Regions from separate parts of the Pan troglodytes genome. Here all the other regions are linked to region 1. The links are chromatin contacts, called in public Hi-C maps. All regions are on one chromosome and are shown on one strand. The core of a region is the stretch at or near the end of the contact, and the rest is flanking DNA. Distances in the headings are between cores, read along the strand shown.

Evidence for each region. A called contact is a pair of places that touch in the nucleus more often than the background predicts.
Region 2: a Hi-C map of induced pluripotent stem cells shows a contact between it and region 1, with 1.6 times the contacts expected there. The contact joins the enhancer-like site here to the promoter of MAF in region 1. A contact is called at or near these places in 1 of 7 Hi-C or Micro-C datasets (induced pluripotent stem cells) and 1 of 1 datasets of contacts at active chromatin or transcription factors (stem cell-derived excitatory neurons).
Region 3: a contact with region 1 is called in a Hi-C map of stem cell-derived neural progenitor cells, with 3 times the contacts expected there. The contact joins the enhancer-like site here to the promoter of MAF in region 1. A contact is called at or near these places in 1 of 7 Hi-C or Micro-C datasets (stem cell-derived neural progenitor cells) and 1 of 1 datasets of contacts at active chromatin or transcription factors (stem cell-derived excitatory neurons).

Annotation. Positions count from the first base shown.
Region 1 is chr18:77,743,800-77,747,890 of NHGRI_mPanTro3-v2.0_pri, forward strand. It overlaps MAF (MAF bZIP transcription factor), which reads right to left and starts at 1,891. Exons shown (of 2, transcript XM_511123.7): 1 at 329-1,891. The coding sequence starts at 1,446. It overlaps LOC104002681 (a long non-coding RNA gene), which reads left to right and starts at 2,379. Exons shown (of 2, transcript XR_008540073.1): 1 at 2,379-3,882.
Region 2 is chr18:77,461,040-77,464,717 of NHGRI_mPanTro3-v2.0_pri, forward strand. No RefSeq gene overlaps it. Among named protein-coding and RNA genes, the nearest start is that of MAF, 280 kb to the right of the region's middle. Within about 2 kb of position 2,137, at least 2 of the 24 cell types and tissues checked have an H3K27ac peak or open chromatin away from gene starts, as enhancers often do. A contact at or near this core is called in induced pluripotent stem cells, where this site is marked.
Region 3 is chr18:77,441,842-77,445,917 of NHGRI_mPanTro3-v2.0_pri, forward strand. No RefSeq gene overlaps it. Among named protein-coding and RNA genes, the nearest start is that of MAF, 300 kb to the right of the region's middle. Within about 2 kb of position 1,975, at least 4 of the 24 cell types and tissues checked have an H3K27ac peak or open chromatin away from gene starts, as enhancers often do. A contact at or near this core is called in stem cell-derived neural progenitor cells, where this site is marked.

The DNA of each region.
Region 1 (4,091 bases), core at 641-3,140:
TGTAAAAAAAAAAAAAAAAAACAAGCTAGCAAGTTATGGAGAATTTCAGATTGGCAATCCATGAGCCAGACACCCATTCCCTCCCCAGTTTAAAACAGCCACCACCACCACAAACTCGAGCAGGGTGTGGGGTGTGTGTGTGTGTGTGTGTGTGGTGTGTGCGTGCGGGTTTGTGTGTGTGTAGGGGGCCAAGGGGGCCAAACTCGGTGGGGGTGGGGGTGGTGAGGTGGTGGCGAGCGTGGCTCTAGAACTAGCAAGCCCACACCCGAGCCGGACCCCCGCGGAGCACTTATCAGGGTGGCTAGCTGGAATCGCGTGTCAGACTCACATGAAAAACTCGGGAGAGGACGGGTTGTCGCTGCTCGAGCCGTTTTCTCGGAAGCCGCTGCTCACCAACTTCTCGTATTTCTCCTTGTACGCGTCCCTCTCGCGCACCAGCCTGGAGATCTCCTGCTTGAGGTGGTCGACTTGCTGCAGCAGCTGGTTCTTCTCCGACTCCAGGACGTGTCTCTGCTGCACCCTCTTGAAGCGGCAGGACTGGGCATAGCCGCGGTTTTTCAGGGTCCGCCTCTTCTGCTTCAGCCGGATCACCTCCTCCTTGCTGACCCCGCGCAGCTGCCGGTTCAGCTCGCGCACAGACATGGTCACCAGCTGCTCGTCGGAGAAGCGGTCGTCGAAGTGCAGGCCGCCGGCGGCGTGGTGCGGGTGCAGGGCGCCCCCCGCCCCCGCCGCGCCCCCGCCGCCTCCGCCGCCGCCGCCGCCGCCGCCGCCCCCAGCGCTGGCCGGGCCACCGCCGCCCGCGCCCCCAGCGCCACCGGCCGAGGCGGCCGCGCTGCCCGCGGCGCCGGGCGCGCCGGCCGTCGGGTGGTGGTGGTGGCCGGCGGCGTGGTGGTGGTGGTGGTGGTAGTGCGGGCCCGCGCCGCTCTGCGCGGCGGCCGCGGCGATCACGGCGGACACCACGGCGGCGGCGGGGCCCATCTCCTCGCCGCTGCCGCCCAAGGAGGCGCCGGCACCAGCCCCGGCCGCCGCGGCCAGCTGCTGCGCCCCGCGCGCGTAGCCATCGAAGCCGCCCTGGAGCTGGTGGCTGTTGCTGATGAGTGCCTCGACCGCGTCCTCAGGGCTGAAGCCCAGCGCCTCGGGGTTCAGCTGCTGCGGGTAGCCGGTCATCCAGTAGTAGTCTTCCAGGTGCGCCTTCTGCTCGCTGCCCGAGCCCGGGCTGGGCGCCGAGAAGCTGGGGGAAGGGGGCACCGAGCTGCACGGCGTGCTCATGGGGGTGGAGGACAGCGAGCCCCCGGCGATGAGACGGCCGCACTGGCTGATGATGCGGTCGGTCTCCACCGGTTCCTTTTTCACTTCAAACTTCATCAGATCGAAGTCATTAACATATTCCATGGCCAGGGGACTGGTGGGCAGGTCGGAGTTGCTCATTGCCAGTTCTGATGCCATTCTCCTGCCGCCGCCGCCGCCGCCGCTCCGCCAGATGGGCTGCAGGAGAGGGGCCAGCGGGCTGTGCTGGGTGGCCAGCGGGTGAGCCAGCTTGCCGGGCTGGGGCGCTTCTAGCTTGCGCGGCGGTGGCTGGCCCGAAACCTCCGAGCGCGCTCACACACACACCCCCCCGCCCTGCCCGCGCCCCCCGCGCCCGCCCTCCCTCCCCCCTGCTCACGCCAATGTGCTCCCTCGCTCGCCCCGGCCCCTCCTTGCTCGCTCGCCTCCTTGCGCGCCGAGCCGGCGGCTTCAGGCTCGGGAAGATCCTCCGCGAGCTGCGGTGGCGGCGGTGGTGGCTGCGGCGGCGAAGCTGGAGGAGCCCGGCCCGGTGCGCGGCGTCCCCCGCTCGCCGCTCCGCTGCGCGCTTTGCATAAGGAAGGGCTCGCCTCGCCGGCCCGGGCTGCAGGCAGGGCGCGCGCGGCGGCCGCTCGGGGCTGGAGGCGCGGCGGGCGTCTGTCCGGGCGGCGCGGGCCTTGGCACGGGGGAGTTAACACTTCATGCTTCTCGCCTCCTCTTCTGCTTGGCTCTCTTTATTATTTTTTTTCTTTCCTCTCTCTCCCTCGCGCGCTCTCTCCCTCTGTGCAAAGTGCAAGGCAGAGGTGCAGCCCGACTGGAGGAGAGGGAGGGGGGAGTTTAGTTCTTTCTTGCCTTTTTTTAAAAAAGCAAAATAGCGAAGTCCTGGGGAAAGACGAGGCAGAGAGCAAAGGGGGGAGGGGGAGGCCAAGCCGACAAGCAGCCCGAGCTACAGCTCGAAGATGAAAAAAGATTTTAAAGCCTCTGATCCAGCAAGAAGAGTTTAAAGCAATTGCTGAGTTTTATAGCACTCGTGACGTCAGGTCCAAATGAGAAATTGACTGGCACTCCGGGCCAATGGGAGGCAGCGAGAGCGGCCGCGATTAGCATAATAGTATAGAAACAAGGAAACTTTTCGGAGCTGTCAATCAGGGCCCAATCAGCTGACTGTCAGCTGGGACGGGCTGGCTTAACCCTTCCTGCGCCGCTGCCTACCCGGGAGGGAACGAGGCCCGACGCAAAGTTTGGTGTAAGAGGGGAAGGAGTTTTTCCAGAGGGGCTTCGGCAATCCGGGCGGACCTAGGAGGACGGTTTGCTTTTCTTTGGAGCGCGAGACAGGCCTCCCATCCGGAACCCCAGCTCGCTGGGGGCTCACTCGGCTGGGATTGGCCTGATTCCCCTCCCCTGCCTGCCCTCCACCCCCAGGATTGTGAATTCGCCTCCCAGCTTTTCCTCCTCGCACCAACTCTGGTACCCAGGTGTCTGCCGGGGACCTTCCTTCCCTGAGCCTGGCCGTGCCCGGCGCTCAAACTTGGCCCCAACTCTTTGTCCGTCTCTCGGGCGCCCGTGCGGGGAAGGGACCGGGAAGGGAGGGATGCAGTGGGGTGTCCGGATCGGGACTGCGGGCTGGGCGCCGCCCGGCCGTGCGCCTGCCCAGAAGGCTGGGCATCCGTGGAGAGGGAAAGCCCATTTTATCACTCTCTTTACAAGGAGGTAAAATAAGTTGTTTAGAGGCCATTCTTCACGGAGACTGGCTGCCCGCTGGCGTCGCGTGCCCTTGGACAGAGCGAGCGCCTATGCGAGATAACTCCGGGGAAGCTCAAAGTCAGGTCAGCCGGGCTCAGCCTTCCGGCTCCTGACTGGCCGCAGTTTGGCCTTTGAGACTCATATTGCGCGCTCGCTCTCTCTCTCTCTCTCACACACACACACACACACACTCACACTCACCCATCCCCTTACGAAATCTGACCTCTGTTTATCAGGGTCAGGCGCGCCCTTTGCACTTTTACGTTTCCTTTAATTATTTCGGACTTGATCGTGGCAGGGAGCAAGGGGGAAAAACAATACCCCAGCCCTCACCAGCTACCCTCGAAGGGTTAAATTTTAAACCGCGGTTTCTGGAACTAGTCCGGAAACGCAGAGTGGGGGGTGGGGTGGGGGAGGCTGCTCCCCCTACCCCCAGTTGCAAATGCTAATAAGTAGTTTAAATTTCTAGATTGATTCTCTAAAAGTTTATGCAAAAAAAGAAATAAAAAAGAAAAAGAAAAAAAGAAGGAAACCAACAACTAACTCTGTTTCTAAGATTTTAAAGCGATAGGCAAGTCGAAGAAGCAGAGATTTATTTGGAGAGAAAGCTCCTGAAACCGACCCAGCCTTTGGAAGACCAGCCCGTCTGCTTAGAAGTTGGGACTGTTGATTCCTTCAATTAATGAAATGCATTTGGTGTTGTTAATCGTATTTATTTTACTTTATGAGAAGGGGGAGACGCTAGGAGGGTGCATTAAAAAAAAAAAAATTCTGAAAAGCCTGCAAAAGGATCGAAGAGTGGAAACTATTGTTGGAGCGAGTTGGTTTTTACCTCAACAGCGCCACCTTTCGGCAAAGGTCAGTTGAAATTGATCCGTGTCCAGTTTTGTCGATGAAGTGAAAAGCAGCTGGTTACCCAGTGTGGGAGGAGGAAAGAGACACACAAAGTTAGTTTGACTGAAGTGGGAGAACCCGACCCTATAGGAAAGGGGCCGAAGAAAGTGCTGGCAGATGCAGAGATCATTTTTGCCCCTCCTCTTCTCCTTGATTGTTGACAAAGAGGCCAG
Region 2 (3,678 bases), core at 887-3,386, 280 kb before region 1:
TCCATTTCCAACTTGATGGTGGAGACTACTTTGAAGTTGCTGGTAACCTTACTTAGCAAATGACCAAAACAGGGAAGATTGTACTGACAAGCTCACCACACTCCGTTTCCAGAGAACTTTGAGCTTGTGCAATGTTCTAGATGCATCTCTCCGCAGAGCTGTATTCACCCATAAATGGAGAAGGCAGCTGCCCACACACTGTGGTCTGCAGGACACTGGTAAAACCTTTCTGCCTCCTCCCTGACATACACCTGCTCTAGCGCCAACATTTGCATCATGTGTTTCTCGGTTTCCATGTCTCTGAGCCTCGGTTTTCTCTTCTGCTAAATGGGATAAATGTTACCTTCTTTGAATTGCTAAAGCATCTTTTTTTTCAGCATGCAATTAACCCAAAGATCACTGGAAGGTGCCACCAGTCACTCCCCTTGAGTGTCAGACAGCTTTCCATCTCTTCCAGCATGCCAAGATATGCCTTCAGAGGAAATAGAAATGTTACTGGAGGAGGGATGAAACATGAGGGGTCAGGGGTCTTATAGAATATTGAGTTGGCCTTACAGAGTTCCCCTGGAGATAGGGACAGAGGAAAGGACACCCATGGAAGGACCCAAACTAATAGGTGTTACTCACTCCCTTCTTCCTCTCTGGGCTGGTTGCCAACACTCAGATGCTGGACTGAAAGAAAGAGCGTGAGGTTGGAGAAAGCAATGTTCATTGGACACCAACAAAGTAGGAGTCACTTGAAGTAAAGCACCTCGTGAATTCACATATTCTCACCCTAGCGAAGGTTCATTACTCTTATTTAGCAAAAGAAGAAAACAGGCTTAGAGAAATGAAAATGCATTACATCACACAAGTAAGAGATGGAGCCAAGAGTTACCTAGTCCTTTACTTCAGCCCTGGATTTTTTGTTTCTCTCCCTCCTTCCTCCCTCACTCCATTTTCCTTCCCTCTCTGTCTCTCTCCCTCCCTCCTTCCCTCCCTCCCTTCCTCCCTTCCTTCTTTCCTTCCTTCCTTGCTTTTCTCCCTCCTTCCTTCATCTGTCCCTCTTTTCTTCCATCTCTCCCTCCCTCCTTTCTCTCCTTCCTTCCTTCTTTCCTTCCTTCCCTCCCTCCTTCCTTCCTTCCTTTTCTCCCTCCTTCCTTCATCTCTCATTCTTTTGTTTTATTTTCTTCCCTTTCTTCTCCTTCCTTCTTCCCTCCTTTTCTCCCTTCTTCCTTCCTCTCTCCCTCTTTCCTTCCATCTCTCCCTCCCTCCTTTCTCCCTTTCTTCCCTCCCTCCCTCCCTACTTCCTCTCTCCCTCTTTTCTTCCATCTCTCCCTCCCTCCGTTCTCCCTTTCTTTTCTGCCTCCCTCCCTCCCTCTCTTCCTTCCTTCCTTGCTTTCTCCCTTCCTTCTTTCCATCTTTACTTCCTCCCTTCCTTTCTACCACAAATTCTTACTTATTCCAGGCACCAGGACTGTAACAGTGAACTAAGCCAACACTATCCTTCACCTCCCAGAGGGAACAGCCTAGGGTGGAGGCAGATGCTTTGTTTTCCACTTTTCTCAGCTATCCTTGCCCCACATTCCTCATGCCTGGCTGCCGATGTTGCTCTGGGCTCCACCTGATGCTAGCCCACTGGACACATGACATCATCTGCACTTCTCTTTGCATGACAGTTCAAAGCTGACTGTGTTTTCTAGCCCCCAGCCCCTGCTCCATTTGGAGAGTATTTACTATCTGTGGAGTAGCTTGTATTCATTCATTCATTCATTCACTCACTCACTCACTCTTATTTTCCCTGAGCAAAGAGCCACATCCTGGAAAATAACAGTGTCATGCCTTTGTTTGGTTCTTTTATGACCTAGCTGAGGAGTAAGGAGAATATGCTCTGTCGTTCATTCATTCATTCTCCAAATATGTCTTGAGCACTTATAATATGTGAGAAATCTCTCTTTTGTAGGCTGTGGGGCTACAGGGAAGAGCAGGACAGATTGGTCCTTGCCTTATGAGACTCTTAGGCCAGAAGAATTAAGATGATCTTAATTCAAGATGATCCACCTGTTCCCAGGTTGCATCCACTACACAGCACTACAGGGCTCTGCTTGAGAGCATTGTCCTTTGGGATGCTAAATGGTAAGGAGCAACTTGGATTGCCCAGTCATAGTCATGCTAATCAGGAAAGGCTTCCTGGAGGAGGAGATACATCGCTTCTGCACGGTACATGAGCAATTTCTGGTGTCCACTGTCCCCATCCTTCTGATTCTCCATCCATGGGAATATGCAAACATGTGACAGCCACAAACCTGCCCCAGAGCCAGACAGAATAGATTCATCAGCCTGAACCTGCACTAGCCAGAAAAAGGGTTCCCGAAACTACATTGCTGGGTGTCATCTAAGTCGGCAGATGATTTACTGCTGACAGCCCCTGGCGCAACATCACTAGTTCTGGGAAGGAGTAAATTAAACATTATATTCTCGTTGGATACATCCATTTCATGGCTCCTTTTAAAATCATCTGCGTGACACATTGTCACTTAACAGTATTTGCACCTGTTCCCTGAGTATCAAAGATTGTGCCATAAAACACTCTTAAGGCTACAAGAGACACAGGGAAAAGAGCATCTCAGGACACCAGAAAACACAGCCTCTGCTGGAAGACCCCTCTCTTTTATTGACTCCAAGTTTGCAATGGGTAAGACAAAAGCTGTGGATTCCTCCTTACAGCATATCTGCTCGCCTGAGCCTCAACAGCCATCAGAACCCTCAAACCTCCATGAAACTCACACACACACACACAAATTGAGAGGCAAAAATAAAATAGCATTTCCTTTGCAACTATTTATTTCAGCAAGGAAAACTGGAAAATTCACTTCTGTGATGAATCACAGATTTTTTTTTTCGCCAGCAGATTTCCCTTCATTTAAGCAGGCACACTTTCCCTAAATCCCTGGCACACTCCAAATATTGAGGCAGAGAACTCTGGGCTGTGCCAGGTGTCAATGCCTACTTTGGGGAGGTGGGGGGGGGTCCCCTTCTAATTCTTCTATGTCCAGGTTGAAGCCCAGCCAATTACTAAGCCATCGAGAAAGAAACAATGGCTAATTAAGATGAACTTTAAGGGGGGGAGAGGACTTAATTAATTTGATCTTTATCTGAAACTCTTTCTAATTGAAGTAAACTTTAGAAGTTCTATGGATCAATGCGCTCAGACTATTTGTAAAAAATGTACATACAGTGCTTCTTTATAAAGCAGAAGGTTGATAAACCGGATATTAGCTAGTGGATTAAATTAACACTGACCTTCAGTCCCCTTCCCCAAGCACAACTGTTTGTGAAAGTGCTCATCTACTCATAGAAATAGAAAATTTGGGCTGTAACAGATCTGACGTAGGTGGAAAGGGGCTGGGGGGACAATAATGCACTTTAAAACAGACAGGTGGGATTCTTGGCATTTCTCTGATTATTCTTAAACTATTACTTCTACTTATTTCTCCATTGATTTATGCATTTGCATATTTACTTCTCCTATAAACATTTATTGAGCAACTATGATGTGCTAAGGACCATTTGTGGGCATAGAGTGAAAAGTGGCAGGGTGATTCTCTGCTTTCCTGGAGTTTATATTCCAGTTGAGGGAGAGAAACAATGACCACATAGAGAAATACAGAAATACATCATTTTGGCTGGAGGATGGGA
Region 3 (4,076 bases), core at 725-3,224, 300 kb before region 1:
CCCCCTACGGAATAAATTTGTTCCTCAATGGCAGGGAACATACATTTTGCACAGTGTCTTTGCTGCTCTGTGGCGACATCCCTTGTGTCTGCCTGAGGGCCCTGCTTTTATACGGTCATTTCTTACTCCCAACCAGTCACTTTTTCCAGATATTAGTGAGGATGCAGTCTGGATGATGTTAACCTCATGTTATAAGGCCCTGATCCATCATTTAACGCAAGGCCATCCTAATATTATGGGGTAGCAAAGGGGATCCAATGAGACAACATGAAAAAGTACTTTGGAGGAATTTTTTCTTGGCAATTACTCTTGATAGCACTGAAAGCAATGTAAAGCTTTCCACCCAGAGAAAATAGCAAAACGGCGGCAAATACTTTCATTGAAGAATTGATTCAGCATTTAATGAATATCTACTGTGACTGTGGGCAAGGCTTGATGCTGGGAAAACAGGGATGGATAAGGAATTGCACATGCCTTGGAGGGTGGCACCATTTTGTAACAAAGTCAGACTGTGAACGAGGAAGTAGCATCCCAAGTTGACCATACTTGGTAGTTGTGTTTCTTTGGGCGAACTACTGAACTGCTTAGAACTTCAGCTTCCCCGGCTATAAATGGAGAAGATCAGGACTCTCCTTATAGATTTTGTGAGAATCCAATGCGATGATACAGAAAAGTACTTAGTAGAGTGCCTGGCCCATAGTGAGCACTCAATAAACACTACCATTCTCATTCTTCACATTATGATAATAAAGTGGTCTCAGTGCTATCACAGGTACACAGGGAGTTCTGTGGAAATGTGGGGCTGTGTGCCATTGGCTTCTCTATGTGACGGACTGGTGGAGAGAACATGGGTTCCCCAACCTCCAATTTCTTTCCATCTATAGGGTTGTTCTGTAGAGCAGGGCGCCCACACCCAGGCTGCACACTTGAGTCACCTGGGGAGCCCCACCCAATTAAATCCCAATCTCTTGGATAGGACCCAGGAGTTAATATTTGCAAAAACCTTCACAAGTGATCTAATGTGCTGCTGAAGTCATGACCAGCTATGTAATTAGCAAGGTCCAGTGCGGAATGAAAATGCAGGGCTACTTGTTTGAAATTATTAAGAATGTCAAGGCAATGACAGCAGAGTATTATACCAAGGGCCGGGTGCCCCTGCAAGGCAGCACACTGATGAAGCCAGCTCAGGCGGAGCTTGAGAAGCCCTGTGTTTGCATAACATTCCAGCGTCTCTCTGCCCATGGAGACTTGCGTCCCCAGGAAAGGAGATGTGGCATCTCTGGCTAGTAAATGTGAGGAAAAGAGCAGCCCTCCTCAGTTCTAGGAATCAACCTGCCTGTACAAACGAGGTGTGTTTGCTCTGCTCCTGTCTATCCTAAGTTTTACAGAGGCACCTCTTGTTTGCAAGGCTTGAATGGTCTAGCACTTTCTTCGCTGGGGATTATATTTGTGTAATGCTGGGATACAGATCCTGCAAGCTCCCTTGGCCAATCTGAGGACTATAACAACCATATATTTCCCTTGACAACCAGCTCCAACTGGGGAGGGGAAGAGGAGGGTCATTCCTAGCTGAAGTTTGAAGGGTGCCAATGACGGGCCTCTCTTCCAGCCAGGTTAAGAAGCAGTGGGCAGAAATGCAGGAGAGTGGGCACTAAACAGAAGCCAGCATGCAAAGACCCAGGGAAGAACTCACTTGTCATGGGAAAGAGCAAGTGCCAAGGTCATGAGGTGGCATGGAGCTGGGCGTGATACAGGAAGCGGAAGGCCTTGGGGGCTGAACTTGGGTGAAGCCAGGGCAGAGCGGACGTGACAGAAGCTGGTGTGGACACCCAGCAGGGCCTTTCAGGCTTTGGAGGGCTTCCAGAGGCCGCTCAGAGGTTATAGGCAGGGGAGCAAATGGAAACTGTACCATCGCCAGCAAGTTCTGGCAGACAGGCCTCCAGGGCTATAAGGCAGGTTGGGAAGCATTGTGTGGTAGGCTGATCCTCCCAGCCCCCTGAGCGCCTGGCCCACCAATGCTCGCTCCTGGTGGAGTGGCCCCTTCCAAGGAATCCTTCTTTGGGCACCTTGTGGTGCTGATGGGCACTGGGGCTTGGCGGCAACAAGCCCCAACTGCTAACTTGAGAATGAAGAGCAAATATTTGACTTTTTTTCACCCTTTTCTCCCTCCTCTGCTGTCATTTTATACAGCCCTGTTTAGACTGGATGCTGGTTAATGGGCGACCTTTGCCCTTTGGCTAAAAGCTGTGACCAGGAAATCCCACCTCCCATTAATGCGGGTTTTGTTCAGGATCCCAGGAACGCCTAGCTCACAGCTTCTGCTCTGCAAACGCATTGTCCGCCAGGCTTAGAAAAAGAAAATGGAAAAGAAAAACAAACAAAGAAAAAGAAAAAAAAAGAAAAGAAAAAAAACAACCTTCCACTGTTGAATTAAAACAGCAAACTCCAGGCCCAAAGTAGGTTTCAGTCTCTATTAAGACAACAAAAGGTCCTAAATGCCAGGCCTGGGCGCAAACTGTGCAGAGAAGCGGGTGGCCGGAGAAGGAGGGGGGTCAAGGAAGAGAGGGAAACTCAATTGACGGTTACTTTTTTTTCAGAGTTATTTCCGGTGGGTCTGCCCCCACCCCTCAACAAATTTTGTTGCTCTGAGCATTCCAGGCATAAAAAGTGAGGCCCTGGAGGGCCCCTGAGGCCAGCGTCCTGCACAGTGACATGGCACAGTGACATGGCAACCCAGAGTCACCTTGATCTTGACTATTCTAATGCAATGCTTTTCGTTCCTGGCTCCACATGGGTGCCAGTGTGTTCCAATCACATGGCCACAGTCTCTCTCTTCCTTTCTTATTTTCTCTCTCCTTTGTTGATGTTGAATATGATTATTTAAAAGGCTTTATCCTTTTTTATGCTAAGCCACTCTGGCCCAGAGCCATCTCTTTCACCCTAAAAATTCGAACTCTTGGCAAACAGGGCTTTCTGACCCATTGTCCACTGGGCTTGGCTTGTCCACCTCTTGTGACTTACTCGAGAGCATCAATGTTTGTGCAGGCTAGGGAGCCTTCCTTATGGCTCCCACCTGGCATCTTTTCCTCAGCACCCAGGATAGCTCATGGCTAAAAGCACATGCTCCAAAAATGTTTGGTCATGGGAGGATCAAGTATTAATATATGTTAGTTATTATTTATATCATGTTAGGCATAATGGCTAATGATTGTTTCTAAGCTAGATAGGTGTATGGAATAAAAAATTAAAAATAGACAACATTTATTGACTGCTATTTGTGTGTTAATGACTTAACTCTTAAAAGACCCTTATCTTGGCCAGGCGGGGTGGTTCACACCTGTAATCCTAGCACTTTGGGAGGCCGAGGCAGGTGGATCACCAGGTCAGGAGATTGAGACCAGCCTGACCAACATGGTGAAACCCCGTCTCTACTAAAAATACACAAATTAGCCGGGTGTGGTGGTGCACACATGTAGTCCCAGCTACTCAGGAGGCTGAGTCAGGAGAATCACTTGAACCCGGGAGGCGGAGGTTGCAGTGAGTGGAGATCCGGCCACTGCACTCCAGCCTGGTGACAGAGCAAGACTCCATCTCAAAACAAACAAACAAACAAACACCCTTATCTCAAATCTCAAGATTATACTAGGGTTTTTGCAAGTTCCTAAAAAGTATGAAAATAAAAACCAAATCAATTAGAACAAAAACCAAAAACACCCAATTTCTTTTTTTTTTCTTTTTTGGAGAGACAAAAAAAATTCATTTAATTTATATATATTTTATTATATGTTATCTATGTGTGATGTAGCAGATAAGAGCAATGATTTGTGTTTAGTTTTTTTAATTGTTTTTAAGAGATTATTCAGAAGTCCATTGTATTAATGTCAATAAAAATTTACTACAAAGTAAAGGGTCTACTGCATGTTTTTATAAAAACCAAAATGCTTGTGTGTGGGTTTTCGATCAACACATGAAGAGGAGAAGAAAGCAAAGGACAGCAGAGGGGCAGAAGGGGGAGGAGACGGGAATAAAAGAGAGGAAAGGGAGGGGACACTCAGGCACAAAATAGGTCCCCTGAA